2 separate regions of the Sus scrofa genome follow, and region 1 is linked to region 2. Evidence: chromatin contacts called from public HiChIP or PLAC-seq data. All regions are on one chromosome and are shown on one strand. The core of a region is the stretch at or near the end of the contact, and the rest is flanking DNA. Distances in the headings are between cores, read along the strand shown.

Region 1 (6,265 bases), core at 1,315-3,814, 180 kb before region 2:
AAAGCCATATTAAAATATAGCAGGTGAAAATGTAATTTCCATGTGAAGGGCTTAAAATAATGTACTAACATATTTGAAATATTATTTATTCAACCTCATAATATGGAGGATGTATTTAGCCAAGTCTTTAGGGGCAAGGATGATAAAGCAGAAAGCTCTATAACCTCTTTCAAAACTTCACTAGAGGCTTATACCTAGTAATCAATTAATAATCTGAAATTCCTCCATTCATGTTCTTGTTTTCCTTTCCATTCCCCTTTTCTTCCTTCTCTCCTTTCTCTCTGGCTCTGTGCCAGTTAGACCTAAAGACTCGAAGAGTTTAAATACAAGAAAAGAAGCCAATCTGAGCAATTTGGAAAGGAGGAGAGTGTCAAATTCTTAAATTACCCCATTTTCTTCCTCTAATCATTTCAGGCACTGTATTTTTAGGCATTCAGGGACCAATATGTTCTACAACTGTTAATGCTGGATTTTGTGGGCACTTCCTATTTTTATACTTTCTGACGCATTTTTTAAACTTCAACTCTGTAACAAAAGAAGACTTCTCAAACAGAGAACACACTAGGTGAGGGATAGTAAATGAAAATTTCTTGATCTCAAGGTTATACAACCTGAAATGTATGATGGAACAAGAGTATAAAAACCTTCATAGCTAGAAATATTTCAGAATAGACCTTTGTGGTTTAGAATATAAACTTGTCCAGGCTGGGAATAGCTGTCTGTGGTTTTAAGCTGTTTTACTTTTAGAAATTACACCTATTTAGAAGGTTTTTAATTTCCTTATAAGCTAAGCATCCTATGCCATTAGGCTCAGTATACCTCAAAGAAGTTAGAATTCTTCACCAATTCAGGTGGAGCAGAGGCAGGGTACTTTAACTCAACTGAATCTGAATCTTTGACCAAAAAAAAAAAAAAAAAAAAAACCACAAAAAAAAAACCCACAAAAAAACCCTAAAAGTAAACAAAGTTTACATGTCTCAAAACAAACAATCAGAAAACAAAATAAACCAACCAACAAAACAAATCCAACCACCCTACTACAACCTCCTGGTTCATCTCTATTTATTTGTAGCAATTATTAAAATGTCATTTAGAAAAACTGTGTCTCAATAAATTTAATGAAGACAATTCTGAGCAATTTGAAATAATCCCAAGAAAGGAAACTACATCTTGCCAAAAGTATAAAGTACAATCAAAATAATAGTTTGAAAGAAAAGCTGAAATGAATTTAATATTTTAGCCTCCAAGAAAAGCTACTATACATGAATAGCTGACTTCTACACAAGAGAAAATGTTGTAATAACCCAATATTAATGATTTTTAGTTGGAGAAAAATGAGATATTTTGATGAAATAACCATATTTGCAGTTGGATGAGAACTACAGGTATACGAATTCCTGCTTCAGTGAACACTCTGTCCATTTGCTATGTTCTTCAAAATTCAAGGTGAATTATCAGAAGCATCTGTGGCAACCTCCCAAACAAGTCTTTATATTTAATTGCCATTGTTTCCAACCCAGTCTTAAGTTACTCAATATATGCTAAATATACAGGATAATCAAAACACAGTTGACATTCTGTTTACTACAAACACACTTTTTTAAAGTTACTCAGTGATAAAACATAGTATATTGGGTATGATTTCTTGATATTATTGGAACAATAAGAAGCTTCCAGATTTTTCAAAGAAGAAATCTTTTATAGAAAGAAGCAGTGATATAGCCACACTGAAAAACAGTTTTGTGGAGTTCTCATGTGGCCCGGTGGGTTGTGGATCCAGTGTTGTCATTGCAACAACTCAGATCTTGCTGTGACACAGGTTTGATCTCGAGCCCAGAACCTTCCAAATGCTATGGGTGTAGCCAAAAAATAAAATAAAATAGTTCTGCAAAAAGCTGTTTAGTTATTACATAAAAAACAGGTAGGAATATACTATTAAACATTTAAGTAAATTTGGAAATGTACCAGCACTAAAAAACAAGCATTAAATTATACCTATTTCCAAGTAGTAAAATGTAAGTTTAGGATCATGAAAAAGAATAATTTAAAACTGATAAATATTATAGGAACACGTGCACTTCTACATCTCATTTGGATAGCAAGAGCAGATGAAATAGTCTTAAAATACTCTCCTTGTTCCCAGAATTTGACAGCTGTACATTGTATCAAATAATAACTAATGTGGTAGTTCTGATTTTAAAAGAAATTTAAGGCACTGTAGAAGAGTACTTCATTTATTCAATGTTAAATAATTCTAAACAAGTTCCTGCCAGATTCTGAATCATGAATGTGACCTCCAAATATAAGTTTTATTTCCATCAATAATTTGTCTTTTGACACAATGACAACCAATATTTATCATCTTATATAAAGTATGTGAAGCTTTACATATTATTAGCTCACATACTATTAGCTCATTTAAGACTTACAATCTTATTGAGTAGGCACTCTTACTACCTCCACATAAATGACGATGAAACTGAAACACAGACAAGTTAAGTAATCAGCAAACAGGCATGTGGCTGGTAATGGAGGTGTCAGGTTTTAAACTTCTTAACTTGGGCTCTCTAACCACTCTTCTAGCTACTCTGCATCTTCCACACTGGTTACAAATTCAAGTCTCTGCAGATGGCCTCTTGCCTGATTCTAGCAGAAGAGTGGATACTTTTAAATCAACCCAGATTCAAAGGCTCACCCACATAAGAAAAAAGACCTGGCCAATTTAATGTTTAAAAGCATCATATCTGAACATAATTCTATTAAAAATAGCAAAATGTCATCTTGTCAAAAGAAAAGACATCTTTGAAGAAAGGAACGAATAACCATTATTAACAACTTCTTACTCAAAATGCAAGTCTTTCAACCACATGGCAAAGCCGCACAGTTACTGTTGTATTTTTTCACTGCCATGGCTTTGGGGTTTTGTATTAAAGTAGCAGGAAGTTGGTGTGTGAATCACCCGCCACAGCCCCCACCCTCAAATCACATTATGAGTCTAGAGAAAGAGAGGAAAAGGGAAGATAAGAGAGAAGAGGAAGTGAGTAAAGGGGAACACACCAGAAGAAAAGGAGAATCAATTGTCATGAAGACCCCAAGGTGAAGCAGCAGAGGCAGAGCTCTCCAAGAAGATACATAGGGCTCTCCCCCTCAGATCATCTGCTAAGAGGTGTAACTGGGACAAATAATATGATGCTGCATTCTTTTTTTTTTTTTTTTTAAGTGAAAGCAGGTTTATTGGGAGAGATACACATTCCATAGGCAGAATATGGTCCATCTTAGAAGGCAAGAGCCTATGCTTCCTCATTCTTCACAAGTTCTCATCCCTAAAAACAAACTATTTGCCAACAAAGTGTTATTTTAGATTCCTTGGGTTTTTGGCTCGCCTCTCAGCTAGATCTAATATACGATCATCTACATAACAACTTGACAAATGGAAAGTTTCCAACAACTATTAGTCAGCAAGTCTTATCTACTGTAAACATTTCATTCTGCTTTTAAAACAGCTTCATATTTCAGGTGAGAACCACAAATAACAACAGCACTTTCAAAGAATCTCTAATTTAAGATATTCCAACTGAAAAGTTAGAATTATATCACCGTATTAAACAAAAGAGGACAACAGTAGAGATAAACAATTAAAGTGCAGTTCAATTTATATTCCTTCCAGACAACATGTGAGAATATTTTCCAAGTAATCTGAGTCAAATATTTGTATATATCTGAACAGTTTAACAGAGTAGAGTCTGAAGAACAAGAAATCTATATTTTATATTTTAAATCAAATCTTTTAGTCATTAATTTAAAAATTGTTTCTGAAATTAAAAAAAAAAACTTTTGAAAACATAATTCCATATTTTACTTCAAACTATTAATAGATGAATATGTTGATGTGTCCTGTAACAAGAGTATAAAAAATAGAGGGAGTAGTTTTTGCTGTGTCACAGAATCCAACTGCAGCAGCTTTGTGGAAACGAGTCAAGGGTTTGACCCCCAGCCTGGTGCAGTGGGTTAAAGGATCTGGCATTGCTGCAGCTGTGGCATAGGCTGCAGCTTCAGCCAGGATTCAACCCTGACCCAGGAACTTTCATATGCTGTGGGTGCAACCATTTAAAAAAAAAGAGAGCGAGAGTGAAATTTATCCAGGAAGCAAAGGGTTGATATCTAAACTTAGACTCTCTGAAGTCTTAAGGGAAATAAATGTGGCTAACATTGCATTGCAAATACTTCTTATCCTTGTTAAATTACACTGTAGTATAAACTCAGAAAATATTCCTTTCAGGATTTGAGAAATATGGAAATTTGAGTACTAAGTCTCTATTATTATAATTATTATTTATTTTTATGAATTCATTATCCAGGGTGTTGTAAATATTTGTATGCATAATTCAACGGTAATCAGTGGTGTTTATCTTGACTAACTGATAATCTACAGACTGCAGTGCATTTATGATTTCAATGGAATTAATCTTCAATTCTCTACACTTCATTGTGAGAAAAGCTTTAAACAGGTTGCCAAGAGGAGTTTTTTAGCGTCAAAGCTTTACTTGAGGAAGAAAAACAATTCCATCTTTATTCACTGAAAAATACAAGTATTCTCAAAAGGAGATAATAATCTCAACTTCTTATAATGTACACATCTAAAAGATATTATTTGTCATATAAATAAGATATAAGAATAATAGACACGTTCCAAGAAGTAATATGATGAAGTCAATTCTTTATCCACAGAAAAAATAATCACTCCCACTTCACAAGTCCTCTTTTGACCTACGAGAACGCAAAGAATCTGTGGGTGGTGGGCAGGCAGTGACGGAGTGGCAATCTGCCTTGCTAACGGTTCCAACATCCCTGAAGCCCTCCCCTATTTTTCCAATTATTTTTCCATGTTCAGACACACTGAACACTTCATTCTTGTTTGGTAAATTTTATGTAGATCATTTCACAAGTAATACATCAATTTCACTTTCCTGGCAATCACACCCTGCCCATTTTCAGCTGGCTTCTCTTGACTCCAGTTTGACACCCTGGTTTGAATCGTCATTCCATGTGAGGGAAATGCCAAGGCAAATATACCAGCTCTATGGGTTAAAGCCACTGCAGTGTGGCTACCTAGTGATTTATAATAGAGCTGGGAAGTGGCCACTTGCAGTGCTGATGGGAGACGCTGGTGGCTGACACTGATTATAGAAAATGGTACAGATGTTTTCCAGCTGAAGATGCCTCAGAGCACTTTGTTTTCAGCAGATCACTGCATGTGCCCATTATCCAAAAAATAAAAATGATCCTTCTCTATCTAACTCCGTCCTTTCTCTCTCTCACACACACACAAACAAACAACAACAACAACAAAAACAATAAAACAACAACAACAAAAAAAACCCTAACTAAATATGTCCTTCACTGGACTTTTAAATAAGTGCCATTTCTACAGGTGGGCTATTCTTCTAATTTATTGTTATTTTTAAACAAATGTTTCTATGGAAGAAGAGATAAAAGACATCCTCATTTTTAAAAAAGTCTTTATATGTAAAAGATGCATTACACAAGAAATGAGATGCCATTTAGAATTTGCTTTAAAATACTTGAGCCCATTGCCCACCTCTCCTCTCCCCCCAAAAAAAAGTGGAAGGATAGAAGCAACGAAATTAACAAATATTGAAAATTGTTGACACTGAATTATAGTATATTATACCATTCTCTTCACTTCTATATATGTTTGAAAATCTTCATTTTAAAAAGCTTATTTACAAATAGATAAACACTGGATTTTGCATTAAATCGCCACTTTCTTTAAATCAACCAAATCACTTAAGCATCATTTTAGTATATCTTTGCTACCTCAAACTATTGATGTCAAATATTCTGCAAACTATTTCTTGACCATTAATTAGAGGCAAATGAGATGATCTATGAAGAAAATCTTTCTTAATTCACCATCCGAAATAACTGGCATTAGTAAGCAATTATTTTCATGTCCTTCATAGTCATAAGGAATGGCAAAACAACAAAGGATGACTGACATTCAAAAGCTTGCTCACCTTCCTAATTGGCTGTAATATTTGTTTCTTCATTATGCCTACGTGTTTAATTTCAGTCTTGCACCTGTCATAAGCTATCCTCCCAAAGCATTAGATTGCTACATTTCCAAAATATAATAATAAACTGAAAGACTCCTTCATTAATCTTCTAACATGGACCACTTAAAAGTAAGTGAAGCATTAGAGCCTAATTCAGTTAAATTTTCCATAGCATCTACATTCAAATG
Region 2 (6,307 bases), core at 1,157-3,656:
GAACACTCCTCAAAAATAACTTTTTATGGAATGTATTTATGGGCTAACCAAAATAATCTACAATATCAAATATTTTAAACTATTGAAATTCTGAATAATGCATTTTTTCCTATGTAATCCTTTATCTTATGAGATATAGGAATATTTTCATTCACTGTTTCTTACTGAAATGGGTGTTTTGTTAAAACTAATGGTGCTCTGATAATAGGAATTTTTTTTTAAAGCAAGTAGGCATTTCTCTTTTTTTTAAAATGCATGTTTTGTGTCTACACTTATTTGTACAACAGTGTGTTAAATTGAAGTTCTTTATAATTAGACTTTGGTCACTGGCCAGATTTACTCTCTTTATAGACTATTTTGCTTAGACTTCACTAAGTATTTAATAATGATCATTATAAAGAAGTATGGAAACACAATATAGTTCTATATAATCAGTGGTGATAGTTAACCCTGGTATTTTATCAATTTTCTAATTTCTAAAGTTTTAATATAACTGATATATAATACTATGTCTGAAAAAAATCTAACAAGGCTTTTAAAGCACATCCTTTCCCATCTCAGAAAGAGGAACCTAATATGATTTAATTATGCTTTGATTTTTAAAAACCATACTAATTAACCTTGTAGAATACAGAAAGTCATGATTTTAGGGCTGTTATGAGCCTAAGAAATTATCTAATTCAATTGCCTTCATTTTGAAGATTAGACAATTTAAGAGTATTGAATGAAAAAATTACATGAATTAATATAGCAGGTATGAATAAAGAGTAAATAGAGAAATTTGAATATGAAACAAAATAATTACAATTTAAAAATCTGGAATTTCCTACTTTTAGTGAGTATATAAGCGTCTATCCATCTACCATGTATATTTTGTGTAAGATTAGGAGCCAGTAATTCCGTTATTGAAAAATACTCTTTATATCATAGAAACATAAAGATACTAAAGTCATTTATATTTTCATTTACTCCAACAGATATTTATTTATTTATTTATTTATTTTTAGGGCTGCACCCAGGGCATGTGGAAGTTCTCAGGCTAGGGTCCAATCGGAGCTGTTGCTGCTGGCCTACACCACAGCCACAGCAACGGGGGATCCCAGCTGCATTTGTGACCTACACCACAGCTCACAGCAACGCTGGATCCTTAACCCACTGAACTAGGCCAGGGATCGAACCCGCGTCCTCATGGATGCTAGTTGGGTTCACTAACCACTGAGCCACAACGGGAACTCCTCCAACCGATATTTATAGAAAACGATTGCCTTCTAGAAAATAACAAAAATGTCATGTCTGTTCAAAATATTATGAGAGTTTTAATAACAATATATAACATGAAATTATAAAACCATTCCTGAGTGACTCAGTGATACTAAATTTTTGTTATTATACTTAATTATTCTGTTGCCAAATCCTAGGTGTACACTCTTTCTCCAAATTATTATGTAAACCATTGTGAGGTTGAACATGTATTATACCTTAATTTGAATGATATTTTTATCATGGCTCCTTTCATGGGGGGTTATAAACAAACAAGTAAAAAGGTAGGGATAGCTATATAATGAAACATGCAACCATTAAAAACTATGTTATTAAATTATTTTATAATGGCAAAGGAAAGAGAACATGATATTCTAAGTGAAATAAGCTATAAGATCCCAGTTATAAACACACACAAACACACACAGACACACACACATACATACATGCACACATACATAAAGTGCAATCCTGTGAGAAAATATTTGAGAATATTGAAAATGTAGGTTTATTCCTGGATTGCAGAATTTTGTAGGCTCTTGCTTTTTAAAACAAATGTCTGTATTTTTTAGCATTTTCTACACTTAGATGTTTATTTTTATTATTTTTGTCTTTTTAGGGCTGCACCTGTGGCATATGGAGGTTTCCAGGCTAGGGGTCAAATCAGAGCTGTAGCTGCTGGCCTATACCACAGCCACAGCAATGCCAGATCCAAGCTGTGTCTGTAACCTAAACTATAGCTCACAGCAACGCTGGATCTTTAGCACCGAGCGAGGCCAGAGATCAAACCTGTGTTCTCATGGATGCTAGTCAGATTCATTTCTGCTGAGCCATGATGGGAACTCCCTTCTCAAAATTTTATTTATTTATTTATTTATTTATTTATTTATTTATTTATTTGCATGCTTATTTTTATTATCAGGAAAGATTAAAACTAATTTTAAAAGAATATAAATACAAAAAAATGAAATTATGAAGTATAATCATGCATGTGCAATTTCAGATTGCTTAAAATTTACATTCAGACAGCATTGTTTCTCCTGGGAAAGTTCAGATCTTGGTGAGTATGTATTTTCTAAGGAGGTAATGAGACAAAAGACATTTTTTGCTTGGTAAAAGATTAGAGGCATTGCAAAGCGGAAGAGACCAGTGGCACAGGAAATAAAAGTCAACGAGTTAAGATAAGGGACTATCGAGAAAAACAAGAGAGTCCGTAACAAGTGGTAAAAACGTTTTCTGAGCGTTTTGGCTTATAACATTACTCAGAGCAAAGCAGAAGAAAGTAATATTTCTGTAACATCTGCAAAATGGCAGGGATTATGCTTGTGTCATTTAATTCTTAGTTATATCAAATTTGTCTGATTATTCACATACCCAGGAAAGTAGAATGGCAAAAGCAATGAACACAGGATTTAAATCTAGGTTAGTTGGGCCCTAAAAATTCAGTTCTCTGCATTTTACCCCACTTTCTCCAGAGTATTTTGATGAAATACATAAACAGATAATCTTTCTTCTAGGACAGTGGTGACTGTGGTATTTGACTGTAAGAAAAAGGGGAATTCGGTAATTTTACTTTCAGATTGGAAAGTAGAACAAGGGTGGTTTAATGCAGACAACCCTTTCCATGTTCTCAATTCTCCAGCTGAGAGAAAGCCAGTGATGTAATAAAAACCAAAATGGTCATCTAAGTAACTCAGACCTTAGTACTCAAATCTCACATTTACTAAATATGTAACATTGGGCAAGTTTTCTAATTTTTCTGTCTCAGACCCCTTGACTATAAAACGTTTTAATGATACTGTCTTATGCAGTGATTGTAAAGATAAATGAGAACAACATTCAAAGGGTACCTAGAAGGGATCGTAACACACCATAGGCACCTAATAAATGTTGGTTACTTTTCCTTGCATCCCAACAACTGGGTACTTATTACAGCAAGCCACTCATTGCCAATGACTTATATTAGTTGCTCCTGAGTTTCCATTAGCAGGTGGAAGCCTACCCATAAATTCCTAAGTGCATGCAATTATTTTTAAAAAGCATGTCTTGTTGAGATGTTTCACAGTAGTTTTCCCATAGTCATTTCCCCCTATGAACTTAAGTTTTCTGCTATCAAGATGTAGAGACTAAATTTAATAAAGTCATAATCAAGTTTGTAATTGGAGTATTTAGAATCTTAATATTATACAGAAGGACCCTATGAGATCTTCAAGTTCAAGAAGCAAACAGGATGAATCAGGCTCATATTCTTTTAGTTTACCTAGAATAGCATTTATTACAATGATTACCATTACTCTTACTATTATTATTTTCTTTCCAATGTGAATGCTCCATACAGAGCATCTCTCTCTCTCTTGCAAGCTCTTTCATGTTTTATTGTGGCAGTTCCTCACATTTACTTTCCTTACATGGTCCTGGATTTCATATACTCCTCTTCAGTGGTCTCATCAGAAATACTGACATTACCTGAAGATATGCTAAAAATTCTTGGGCTTCAACCCAGACCTACTGTATCACAGACTCTGCAGACAGGACTCAGCAGTCTATGTTTCTATATTTCATCCAGATATATGTGCTCCATTTTGAGAATCTGTGTTACGGATGGTTACAGCTGAATCAAAGTGAGCACTCAGGTCTTTTGACATAAACCATGACCCTAACCCAAGATCCACCTCTTGTTTACTGCATGTTTGACATCTTGACCTTCTTAGGGGCATTTTCAGCAACTTTGCAATGTCTCAGTTTAGCCTATGCAGGGAGGGCTCATTTCTGCAACAATCTCACAAAATGACACTCAAAGCATGCCTCTGTGCCTTTATGACCTTCCCCTAATCCATTCCCTGTTTACCACACCCTTAAGACTTCCAGGAAGGTGAGCAGAGTACTTAAATTTAGTGTTCTTTTTAAACATTAACAATTTAATCTTCTCTTTACTTAGGAAGCTGTGACTCACTCTATAGATTGAAAACTAAAAGCAAAACCAAAACAAAAGCAAAAACATAACCAAAACAATCAAAACAATCAGAAACTCCCCCAAACCAGGTCCTTAAGGTAACAGAGGATTGAAGAAGAATGTAAATGCTTAAGACTCTTGAGTGGCATGTCTATATTGTATGGACATATTTGATGTCAGCAACTTTTTGCTGTACAGGGCAGAGGCTTGTCTCCTCCATCTATTTGTAACATCAAACATAAACACGAAGTAGGGCCTGAGCTTTTTCAGATTTTCACATAACTTGTCAATGTGAAATAAATATGAGGAGTTCCCATCGTGGAGCAGTGGTTAACGAACCTGGCTAGGGACCATGAGGTTGCTGGTTTGATCCCGGGCCTCGCTCATTGGGATAAGGCTCTGGTGTTGCCCTGAGCTGTGGTGTAGGTCGCAGACATGGCTCGGATCCTGAGTTGCTATGGCTCTGGCACCCGCAGCACATGGAAGTTCCCAGGCTAGGGGTTGAACTAGAGCTGCAGCTGCCAGCCTATGCCACAGTCACAGCAATGCCAGATCCGAGCCATGTCTGTCACCCACACCACAGCTCATGGCAATGCTGGATCCCCCAGCCCACTGAGCGAGGCCAGGGATTGAAACCACATCCTCCTGGATACTAGTTAGGTTCTTAACCTGCTGAGCCACAAAGGGAACTCCATGAAATTCCTTGCAATGGATTCTTCTCCTAAGGTCAAACAGACCACATACCTTCTGTGCCTCAATGTTTTTATCTGAAAGTGGGGGGGGAGGTTTAGGAACATTTTGCAACAAATTTTTACGTAAATAACAAAAATTCAGAATGCATAAACAATGAGGTCCTACCGCATAGCACAGGGAACTATATTCAATCTCTTGGGATAGAACGCAATGGAAGATAGTATGAGAAAAAGAATGTTTATATATGCCTGATGGTCCCTTTGCTATATAGCAGAAATTAACACAACACTGTAATAATAAATTAAAATAAAATAAAGTAACAAAAAATAAATGCAAAAGAAGTGAATTCAGTGCAATTACTATGACAGAGACAGAATCTCTGCAGAAAGATGTTTTTCTTCATCTCTCACTAACTTGCAGCAAAGCCAATCTTTTCCTTCTAGAGCTATAAAAATATATCTAGGAATATTGTTTACATTATTGGTGGTGCATATTTTGCTTTATTGAAACCTCAGGAATAGAATGTATGAACTTCTTGGTGTGAGAAACAAAGTATTTTTTTATCACTATTACGTTATACGGTGAGACCAACAATATGTATGTTCAATATTCCTCTGGACAACTAACAAAGTAGGAGATTGAGCACTGAAAATTATTATTTTTGGAGTATATTATCTTATTATTCTTTGTATCATCAGCACTTGGCAGAGTTCTTGGTACATGATAGATAATGCTTGCTGTAATCATAAGTGAATAAGTGCTAATATTCATTGTCTTGATTAATAATTTGGGTAGTTTGAAAAAAGTCCCAAAATGGATGAAGGGACTGAAGCTGGCTATGATTCATCTTCATAGATTAACTAGTAGGAGTTTAAAAGCTGAATAGCAAGAAAAAAAATAACTCTATTAGGAATGACATCTGAGTCATAAACCCAGTAATAGAAGCCTTAAGTTTTAAAGCTTGTGTTGCAATCATTAAATTTCAACAGTTCTTTTGCTATCATCCAACTTCACATGCCATGTTCAGTAGCAGCAATATGTCAAGATGTGAAATGACCAGCCTCTTCATGGAACAGTGCAGAGATATAATTTCTCTCCAAATTTAATCTAGCATTTTGTTTTCTTTTTAGAGGTAGTGGTTGCACTTTTGCCTTACACCACCTCTTGAGAGCCCTTTAACAAACATATTTGATAAATTCTGATTGAAAAAGTAATGTTTTTGCATGTTTTACAAATGGTTCATTTGTTTTCTCTTTCATAATCTAATTTACATAAAAATTCTCTCTCAAGGATGGACACATTTTATTTTCGTAATTTTTTGTTATGTTCTGAATTTGGGTAGAAGTTGGTATATATTTTTTTTCACTTTAACTCAAATTTCAGAACATCTTCAGATGCTTC

The links. HiChIP or PLAC-seq counts read pairs in DNA pulled down with a chosen protein or histone mark.
Region 1: a contact with region 2 is called in an H3K27ac HiChIP or PLAC-seq map of alveolar macrophages. The contact joins two enhancer-like sites. A contact is called at or near these places in 5 of 47 Hi-C or Micro-C datasets (blood, liver and skeletal muscle) and 1 of 2 datasets of contacts at active chromatin or transcription factors (alveolar macrophages).

Annotation. Positions count from the first base shown.
Region 1 is chr13:92,612,225-92,618,489 of Sscrofa11.1, reverse strand. The region is part of intron 3 of MBNL1 (muscleblind-like protein 1); the gene reads right to left. Among named protein-coding and RNA genes, the nearest start is that of MBNL1, 120 kb to the right of the region's middle. Within about 2 kb of position 2,564, at least 30 of the 83 cell types and tissues checked have an H3K27ac peak or open chromatin away from gene starts, as enhancers often do. A contact at or near this core is called in alveolar macrophages and liver, where this site is marked.
Region 2 is chr13:92,436,655-92,442,961 of Sscrofa11.1, reverse strand. It overlaps LOC106505712 (a long non-coding RNA gene), which reads left to right and starts at 5,581. Exons shown (of 5, transcript XR_001300369.2): 1 at 5,581-6,307. Within about 2 kb of position 2,406, at least 11 of the 83 cell types and tissues checked have an H3K27ac peak or open chromatin away from gene starts, as enhancers often do. A contact at or near this core is called in alveolar macrophages and liver, where this site is marked.